Regions from separate parts of the Ovis aries genome. Here all the other regions are linked to region 1. Evidence: chromatin contacts called from public Hi-C data. All regions are on one chromosome and are shown on one strand. Each heading gives the region's core, a stretch centred on a gene start, on an enhancer-like site or on the middle of the called end of the contact. The rest is flanking DNA. Distances are from core to core; before and after follow the strand shown. Region 1 holds the start of CAPN7 (calpain 7). Region 2 holds the start of EAF1 (ELL associated factor 1). Region 3 has its middle 22 kb from the start of EAF1.

The links. Hi-C and Micro-C count contacts between places; a contact is called where the count stands out from the background.
Region 2: a Hi-C map of hypothalamus shows a contact between it and region 1, with 2.8 times the contacts expected there. The contact joins the promoter of EAF1 here to the promoter of CAPN7 in region 1. A contact is called at or near these places in 4 of 16 Hi-C or Micro-C datasets (blood, hypothalamus, omental adipose tissue and 1 more).
Region 3: a Hi-C map of blood shows a contact between it and region 1, with 4 times the contacts expected there. The contact joins the enhancer-like site here to the promoter of CAPN7 in region 1. A contact is called at or near these places in 9 of 16 Hi-C or Micro-C datasets (blood, hypothalamus, liver and 4 more).

What each region holds. Positions count from the first base shown.
Region 1 is chr1:273,257,294-273,260,449 of ARS-UI_Ramb_v3.0, forward strand. It overlaps CAPN7 (calpain 7), which reads left to right and starts at 1,509. Exons shown (of 19, transcript XM_042238561.1): 1 at 1,509-1,830. The coding sequence starts at 1,729.
Region 2 is chr1:273,471,132-273,474,287 of ARS-UI_Ramb_v3.0, forward strand. EAF1 (ELL associated factor 1) reads left to right here and starts at 1,673. Exons shown (of 6, transcript XM_027961866.3): 1 at 1,673-2,255. The coding sequence starts at 1,883. It overlaps METTL6 (methyltransferase 6, tRNA N3-cytidine), which reads right to left and starts at 1,899. Exons shown (of 4, transcript XM_012105347.4): 1 at 608-1,899. The coding sequence starts at 832.
Region 3 is chr1:273,449,157-273,452,312 of ARS-UI_Ramb_v3.0, forward strand. No RefSeq gene overlaps it. Among named protein-coding and RNA genes, the nearest start is that of EAF1, 22 kb to the right of the region's middle. Within about 2 kb of position 1,700, at least 12 of the 54 cell types and tissues checked have an H3K27ac peak or open chromatin away from gene starts, as enhancers often do. A contact at or near this core is called in tail adipose tissue, where this site is marked.

The sequences.
Region 1 (3,156 bases), core at 259-2,758:
CCACCTGGGTTTCAGTAGTTGTGGCACACCAGCTTAGTTGCTCCCCAGAACGTGGGGTCTTTCCCGACCAGTGTTATTGAAAGAGGAGAGGAACAGGCCGTGCTGACTCCATCTTGAAAAAGAAGGAACCTCCTCCATCTTGCACTTTCAGTGAGCTTTGGACTATGTGCCTGGTAGCCACGGGCATAACATACCTACGGCTGAACCGGCCTCCTGGACTGATAAACACCAGTTTCCATACTAAAATTCCCCATCACCAAAAAGAATGTAATAATCCCCTATGTAGTCAATAACCTTTATAATCTTTATGGCACCCACTGGTATAGGCTACAATGTATAACCAGCTGACCCTTCTGATTGTGAATCATGGCTGTGACCTGACTGTATCTCCCTTTAACACTTTTCAGGCTAGGTTTAAGGACTCTGGGGATGTGGGCTTGAGCAATACACCTAAGGTATATAAGGTTTTCACAAAAGTCGCTCGGGGTTCTTGGCTAAGAGGAGACTCTGCCTTGGGCCCACTGGTGTGATCAACTGCACTCCACTATCTGCATTGTCCTTCTGGGTGAGTCTGTTTCCTGGAACGCGAGGCTACAACAATACACCCTGTGTCCCCTGCACTGGCAGGCCGATTCTTATCCACTCCACCAAATGGGAAGTTCCTTCATTAGTATCGCTGAAGTCAGAGCTTTAAGAGAGAAAGAAATTAATCAGATAATCACCTAATTGTGCCATGACAACAGCATTAAAGTTAACCTAAGCATAAGAACACAAGAAAATGTATTACCTTGCTTGCGACAATTCACCCAATACCATACACTCGGGGAGGTACACAAGATGAAGACTCACATGATTAGAAACCTTATAAAAACTATAACTATAAGGACCCTTTGTCCTTACTTCACTTCCCTCATTTAAAAAAGTCAGCTCAGATGAGGGCGGGAAGCGCAGCTCATCTTCCCTGGATACTAAGTAGGAATGATGCTAAAGCTGAAACTCCAATACTTTGGCCACCTCATGCGAAGAGTTGACTCATTGGAAAAGACTGATACTGGGAGGGATTGGGGGCAGGAGGAGAAGGGGATGACAGAGGATGAGATGGCTGGATGGCATCACCAACTCGATGGATGTGAGTCTGAGTGAACTCCAGGAGTTGGTGATAGACAGGGAGCCCTGGCGTGCTGCGACTGATGGGGTCGCAGAGTCGGACACGACCGAGCGACTGAACTGAACTGGAGACCAGGCTCCCTGAGGCGCATGCGCGCCCGCTCCAAGTCTGGCCAGCAACAGTCCTCACTCGCACAGTTCCGGCAAGAGGTCGGTGAAGCTCGCGGCGGTGCCAACGTGGCGCCGCTTGGGCCTGCCCAATCCCCGGAGCCCTGGTGGTCACGTGCACACGGCGCGGAACAGCCGGGCCCCGCCCACCGCCCGCGCCCGCCGCCGAGCCGGGGCCTCCCTCAGTCGCCTTGGCTCCCAGAACACCTGCGCGGGCCCGGCTGCGCCTGCGCAGTGTGGCCGGTGGGCCGGTCGGGGAGTGTGGCGGCGGCGGCGGCGGCAGCGGCGGCGCGAGGGTGCCGGTGGGCTGGGAGCCCGGGGTGAGCTGTTGGCCGTCCTCCCTCAGGAGGCAGAAGTGAGCTCCGGCTCGCCTTCTGCGCGACCCGGGACCTCTCGCGGCCCCTGGGCGAGCGGCGGTCGGCGACGCGAGGAGGGTTCCGGCGCGGGGTGGCCATGGACTCGGCGGCGCTGGAGCGGGACGCGGTACAGTTCGCGCGGCGGGCCGTGCAGCGCGACCAGGAGGGCCGCTACGCGGAGGCCGTATTTTACTACAAGGTGGGCCGGGGGCGGGGCCGGGGCTGGGGGCGGGGCCGGGGGCGGGGCTGAGGCGCCTGCCCGTCGGGGGCTCGGTCCCCGCGGCGGAGGCGATCCCCGGGCTCGACGCTCATGAGGGCGACGGCGGGGCCGGGCGCTCGGCTCCACAGACGTGCGCTCGCCGCCACAGACGGGCCGGAAGCACGCGGGAGAGCGCCGCGAGTCAGTGAAGAAGAAAGCATTGCGCGTCCTGGTGCTTGACTTCCGCACGTCTCCATCCCCCACAGTGTCTGTGTACTCATCCTTTTTGAAAAAGAAACTGGGGTCAGATTGTCTGTGCTTTTTTTAAACCTGTTCATTTCATTTGAACTTTTAAGAAAATTACGAATTTTTTAAAAGTTTCCCGGTATGACTTTGTTATCAATGATAATATTAAGGGCTAGATGCATAGTATCCCATTATGTGGATATGCCGTCGTTTCTTTACAGAGTCTCCTGGCCATTTTAATGTGCATTCTGTTTCTTCAGCATCATAATATCCTTGTAGCTAATGCTTTACACGTTTCTGTGATATTTCTTTTGGATAAATGGCTGAGGCCAGAATTAGAGCCCGCCCCCTCCCCCCCGGTCCACTGTCTGCGCCCCAGTTCTGAGGATTTGCAGACGCACACCTCTCCAGCCCCAGTCGTGGCCCATCCCCACTCCGGTGGAGGGAGCTGTATCCTCTAAAGACCGTCACCTTTTCTTTTAGGAAGAATGTCAGGCTTTGAAAATACAGTTGTAGTCATTTTTCTTCTGTAAACCTGTATGCTACCAATAATGTGTAATTTTTTTTTTTCTCAGATTAATGTTTGATTGCCTTCATTTTACAGCCTGTGTTTAGAGACTTCGGTTGTGTTTCAGAGCCATTCTTTTTGAACTTTTTTCTTTACAATTTCATAATGGTGGTATTTCTTTAAAAGTAGGACTGTGTTGTATTAGTTTTGTGAAATAGTGGCAAGTGTTCTTAAGTAAACATAGTGCCATATGAAATAGCTTTTTCTAAAGTGAAAGGAAATCCTGTGCAGTGCCTTTTGTTTGCTGTAGAATTACATGCATGTTGTCATGAAGAGTTCTCTTCCTGGAGAGAATCAGCAGAGTGGTGGTGTTTCTATTCCTGTAAACTGTTTCAGATATTTAGTGGTTTCGGTCTTCATGCTGTTCTCTCTGGGATTCCTTGTTAATCACTTTCAAGTGTAAATGAAATGAGCAAAGTAAAGTTGATAGCAACAGTTACAAAAACTGGCTACAGTCTTTACATATACAGTTATATTTTCCTCCCTTGAAATATCTGAATTGCAGGATCTGA
Region 2 (3,156 bases), core at 423-2,922, 210 kb after region 1:
AAGGGATAACCCAAAGCAACTGATGCCTCATCTGTTGTCCAACACTGGGTAATCTGGTGTGGAGAAAACAACAGCGTAATGGCTAACACAACAGGCTCTGAGGTTAAAGTGCCTGCACGCAAATCTGAACTTTTCCCCTCACCCTGCATTCCGTCACTGAACAAGTCACTCACACAGCTTTGTCCCTCAGTTTCATCAGCAAGTGGGAATAACCCTAACGCTAAACTTCAACATGTTACTTTAAGGTTTAAATTACAGAACACTACTGTTAAGTTCATGTGAAGGGCTGTGGTGAAGCATTCATCTCCATTATCATTATGAACCTGTCACTGAAATCATTCAGTGTGAACTCAATATTTACAATTTTCAGATTCGCTTTAAAGAAACAGAAAATGCCCACTCAAGTCCTCTCTCCTCTGTATTTTACAACTCAGCAACTGCTAAAACTATTTGAGACAGTGTATATCTAAGCTACAAAAATTCATGAAGCCTTTGACAGGTTTCGTAAATTTTCTACCTCACACTCGCCCTGGGAATCCAATAAAACACCCCTCTTCTACACATTTTAAATGAAGAATCGCTCGAACAAGGTGCAGTATTAGTTTACCTCTCTACATGATCTGAGCTCCTCAAACTCTCTGGTGGTCCAGTGTCTATCTTTGAAGAAATTAGTGCTGTTTCTTTTGTAAAAAAGGTCCCAGTTCTTCTGAGCCTCTTTTTCCAGTTTCTGCTGTTTAAAATCAGACACTAAAGCTTGGTCTCTCTTCAGTTTCTCCTCTTCTTCAGAGCTGAGAATCCTTGTCTGCAGCCCTCTCCTTTGCAAAGCAGCCATCTCCTACGTGGATGGTCATATGCTGAACATTTAACACTGCTGGAGATGGCCCATTCCTCAGCAACCTGAGGACTTCAAGTGGATACCACAGACACAGGCAGGGTCCTCTCAGATGTGGTCCCTCAGGCTGGGTTCAAGCCTGAAGCAGCCATCGGATACTTCGCAGGAAAGAAAAAGACATTCCGGTGGGAGGTTCTAGAACAGGTTTTTTTTTTTAAGATGCTCAGTTAGCGGTTCTTGATTAGTTCTTTCACTTAACATTTCAATTCCGCAAACATTTACTAGATGCTGACCCTACACAAAGCCCTACCCCACTACAGAAGAGGTCACAAAGAGCAAGACACAGACCCCCGCCTGCAGGGGGCTGACATCCAGCGGCCAGGGCTCTCACGCACAGAAAGGCTTAATTCCAACCCGAACAGTCAGTAAGCCGCTTTCAGTCAGGAAAAAAAGTCACTCTCAAGAACTGACTGAGAAACCTTACGGTTCCTCAGGGTTCGGTGTCCGTGAAACGGGGGTGTCTTTAAAAACAACCACGACGGCTGTCCAAGCCCCAGGCGGTCGGTCACCGTCGCCAAGGACGCGAGAGACGGCGTTTTTCGGGGAAAACGGAGCTACTACGCCCGGGTGGCCTGAGTCTGTCTCATGAACCCCAGGGCGCGTCCCTTTCGGGAACTGAGGCCCTCGCGCCGCCCTGGGCGCGCGAAAGGGACGAAAAAGAGGCTCAGGGACGCGGAGAGTGGGGCCGCCAGGACCCTGCGGATGAGCCGGGCCGCCCAGCCGCGAGGGGCGGCGGCGACCCGCGTGAGCCTAGTCCACCGCGCGCCGGGCGCCCCAGTCAGCAGTTCCTAGGTTCCCCTGAAGGGTGGGGCCGGGCGCGCTGAGCCCCCAGCCAGGCGCAGCCTCAGAAGCAGAACTTGGGAGCCACCGCGGGGAAAAAAAAAAAAACAAAACAAAACAAAACCAAAACCCTTCGCCTGGCCAACACCCACCCCCGCCCCGCAGAGAGACCTCGAATCCGGATTCTCCCGGCGGCAAAGACCTTCGGCCATGGCACCGCCCCCTCTACTTCCGCTGCGGGCCCGGACGTCCCTCCTCGGCGCCGGAAGTTCCGCCGTCGGGTCTGCTCGGAGTCGTCCCCCGCCCAGACGCGCAGGCCCGAGCTCGTTTCCGGCCTGCGCGGGTGGGCGCCGGCTCGGCTCCCCGCGCGCCCCCGAGCGCTGTCCCGGAAGCGCGGCTCCTCCGGACGCCGGCGCCGGCGGCTCGGGCCGGGGCCGCGCCAGGAGGGCGCCCGGGCGGGCGCGAGGCCCGTGCGGGGCCATGAACGGGACGGCCAACCCGCTGCTGGACCGCGAGGAGCACTGCCTGCGGCTCGGGGAGAGCTTCGAGAAGCGGCCGCGGGCCTCCTTCCACACCATCCGCTGTGAGTCCGCCCCCCGGTCGCCCTCTGCCCCGGAGAAGGCCAGGGGGCCTTGCCGGCGTTCCCTCCCTCGGGGGACCTCGGGTTTTTCCTTTGTTTTTTTTTCCCAGCTCCCTCTTCTCAGACCAGACCCTTCCCTCAGCTCCCAGGATTTCTCCGCTTTGCGCTACCAAATGCTTCTCCCGAAGGTCATTGGACCCTCTTGCGCCCCGAACCTCCACGTCCCCATGTTACTACCGAAGGGCTGCGACCCCATCAGTTTCCAGCTTCTTTGTATTCCAGCCTCTCCTCACCCCCACCGCCCCCCACACACCCAGATCCCCGCGCTTCAGGAGCTCTTCTCGTTTCCTCGGGATTGGCATCCTCCACCTTCCCCTCTTATTACCGAAGGGCTGCGACCCCACATCAGTTTCCAGCTTCTTTGTATTCCAGCCACCCCCTCCCCCTCGATCCACACCCCGATCCCCACTGGGCATCTCCACGCTTCAGGAGCTCTTCTCGTTTTCCTCGGCGTTGGCCTCCACTCCCTCCTGTTCCATTCCCTTCCGGCCGCCTTTGCTTTTCTTTCCTTGCCCCCTTGGGTTCTGGCCTCCGCGACGCCCGGCTGCAGCCCCAGAGCCCGCAGCTCTGCGCCCCGTCCGCCTTCTTTTCCTCCATATATCTGTGCCAGCTTGTCTCGCGCTTTGATGTCTTTTTGAGGTCACCAGACTACCCCTCACTTTTTCTCCAGACCCAGTCCCTTGTGGGTGGAAAGTAAAATTAGGATTGGAGAGCCAGGAATAAGTTAGAGCTTGATCTATGTTTGGAAGCAAAAGCCAGCAGGCATAAGGAGTGTGCAGATAGTCATTATGCTGGACCTCTTTTTTTCTCCATGATTACAGACTCTGTTGAGGGGAGGGCCTTT
Region 3 (3,156 bases), core at 450-2,949, 190 kb after region 1:
AAAAAAAGTCTGAACGTTTATTTATTTACCAGCATGGAGCTTTTTTTCTCAAGCTTTATTCCTTTCATAGGAAAAAGGAGCCTTAATTTACTTATGATTATTTCTAATTAGAGTTGACTATGTATTTTTTTTGTTTCCAAACTTATTTATTTTTAATTGAAGGAAAACTGCTTCAGTGAATTGTGTTGATCTCTGCCACACAACAGCGTGAGTCAGCCATAGGCGCACGCGTCCCCTCCCTCTGGACCCCCCCCCCCCCCCCCCCCCCTTCCCACCCCTCTAGGTTGTCACAGAGCCCCGGCTTGAGTTCCCTGGGTCACACAGCAAGCCCCCATTGGTTATCTGTGTGTGTGCTTCCATGTCAGTCTCTCCATTCATCCCTCCCCGCTTTCCCCCCACCCGTGTCCATAAGTTGCGTCTCCACTGTTGCCCTGTAAATAGGTTCATCAGTATCATCTTCCCAGATCCCATACACATGCATTTATATAGGATGGCAGTCTTCCTCTTTCTGACTTACTTCACTCTGTATAAGAGGCTCTAGGTTCTTCCACCCCATTGGAACTGACTCAACTGTGTTCCTTTTTGTGGCTGAGTAATATTCCGTTGTGTATACACCACACTTCTTTATCCAGTCACCTGTTGATGGACATCTAGGTCGCTTCCATGTCCTAGCTGTTGTAAGTAGTGCTGCAATGGACACTGGGGCACACGCGCCTTTTTCAGTTTCGGTTTCCTCAGAGTATATGCCAAGTAGTGGGACTGCTGGGTTCTATGGTAGTTCTGCTGCTGCTGCTGCTAAGTCGCTTCAGTCGTGCCCATAGACAGCAGCCTACCAGGCTCCCCCGGCCCTGGGAGTCTCCAGGCAAGAACGCTGGAGTGGGCTGACATTTCCTTCTCCAATGCATGAAAGTGCAAAGAGAAAGTGAAGTCCTACTCTCAGCTTGTTTAGGAATCTCCATATCATCTTCCATAGCGGCTGTATCAGTTTATATTCCAACCAACAGTCCAAGAGGGTTCCCTTTTCTCCACACCCTCTCCAGCATTTATTATTTGTGCTTCTTTTTGGCCATTGTGACCGGTGTGAGGTGATATCTCTTTATAGTTTTGAATTGCATTTCTCTAATGAGCCATGTTGAGCATCTTCTCATGTGTTTATTAGCCATTTGTATGTCTTCTTTGGAGAAAAGTCTGTTTAGGTCTTTTTGCCCACTTTCTGTTGGGCTGTTTTTCTGGTATTCAGTTTTATGAGCTGCTCGCATATTTTAGAGATTAATCCTTCTTCAGTTGTTTCATTCATTATTCATTTTCTCCCACTCTGAGGGTTATCTTTTCACCCTGTTTGTAGTTTCCTAGGCTGTGCAAAAGCTAATTAAGTCCCACTTGTTTATTTTTCTTTTTATTTCCATTACGTTGGGAGGTGAGTCACAGAGGATCTTGCTGTGATTCAATAGAGTTGACCGTATTTTTAGCAGTTATAATTCCTCTGGGAATTGTCTAGTTTTGATATTCTTCCCGATGTGCTTGGTAAGATATCCTGGAGGAGATGTGGGCCACGTTCTCATCTCTGCGGCCATCCCAGACCGCAGCAGACGATGCTTCTGCTGTGGACGTGTGGAAATGCTCTTTCTAAGCGATGCCACTTGCTGCACTCAGGTTTCCGGTAATCTTTCTTCCTGTTCCTCTTTCCTCTGGTGTCTTGCGGGTTTGGGTTCCTCTCTGTTGCTCTGGCTTAGTGAAGACCTGGCTGGGGCTGCCCCTCAGCACGTGCCCGCACTCTCCTCCCTCCCAACCCTGTGATTCAGCCACAGGGACCCCATGGGGCTCTCTGTCCAGCTGGCGCCTACTGAACGCCATCCAGCGAAATGTCACACATCGGAGAGGGGCAGAATGCAAAAATGAAGAAAAAGAAAAAAAACCAGCTGATTTTATTTTTGCTTTTGGTAGTGGAGCCTATTTAAGTTTCTGTTAAATATTTGTTCCTCAACAGCAAACTTGCTCCTGGAGTGTTTTTCTCTCTTGGTGGACATAATTTATTTCACGATTTCCCCTCCCTTGATGGACAACTGTGAAATACGGAGCCAAAGGCTGTCAAAGTTTAACTGAATAACGTGGGAGGGAAACAAGGGTCCACGCTGCGGTTCCCTCTCTTGCTTTAAACCCAGACAAGCACAAAAGCACGTCCACAGAACCATCTGAGAATGAGGAAGAGGCCTTGCAGACCGCTTCAGAGTCCACTGCCTAACAATGTTGTCATAAGTAGGCAAAGGAGAATGAACGCTGGATAGAGCACCTTCCTTTCTCATCCCCACAGTGACGCAAAAATTGATCTTATGAGCTAAAGTTGACCTAGAAAACATATTTCTAAGATTTGCCCTTCCTCTTCAAAGACAACAAAAATGGACACACTTGAATTGCAATTAAGACTGGGGCCGGGGAAGGCCAGTGGGACTATTTGGCGTCTAGCGCCACCTTGTGGTGGCTCATTCAAATCCCAGGCCCTTTCAAAGGGTCCCGTAGGACCGAATACTGACAGCCTTCTTGAAGAGTGTAGATTAAGTCATTTTCTTAGGCGATAAAAACTAACAGAAATAACGAGAACTTAACTGTAACTCTACAGTAAACAAAGCACTCACTTAGTCCTGGTAGCAGTCCCACGCTGCAAGTATTAGGATCTCAGTCCTAGAAGCATGAAGGCCAAGGCTTGAAGAAGCAGGCTACGTGTATGCAGCGTCCTGGACTTAAACCCAGATGTTCATATTCTAAATAGCGTAACACAGTTAGAACTGTTGCATGCAGTAGACATAGAAACTCAAAAGAGATTAATAGTGCCATATAGTGCTGCATATGCTATGATGTTGTCCAGTCGCTCAGTCCTGTCCAACCCTGCACCCTCTGCAGCACGCCAGGCCTCCCTGTCCTTCACCATCTCCTGGAGTTTGCTCAGCTCAGTTCAGTTCAGTCACTCAGGCATGTCTGACTCTTTGCGACCTCATGAACCGCAGCACGCCAGGCCTCCCTGTTCATCACCAACTCCCGGAGTTTGCCCAAACTCATGCCCATTGGTTGGTGATGCCATCCAACCATCTCATCCACTGTCATCCACTTCTCCTCGTGCCCTCAATCTTGCCCAGCATCAGGGTTTTTTTCAAATGAATC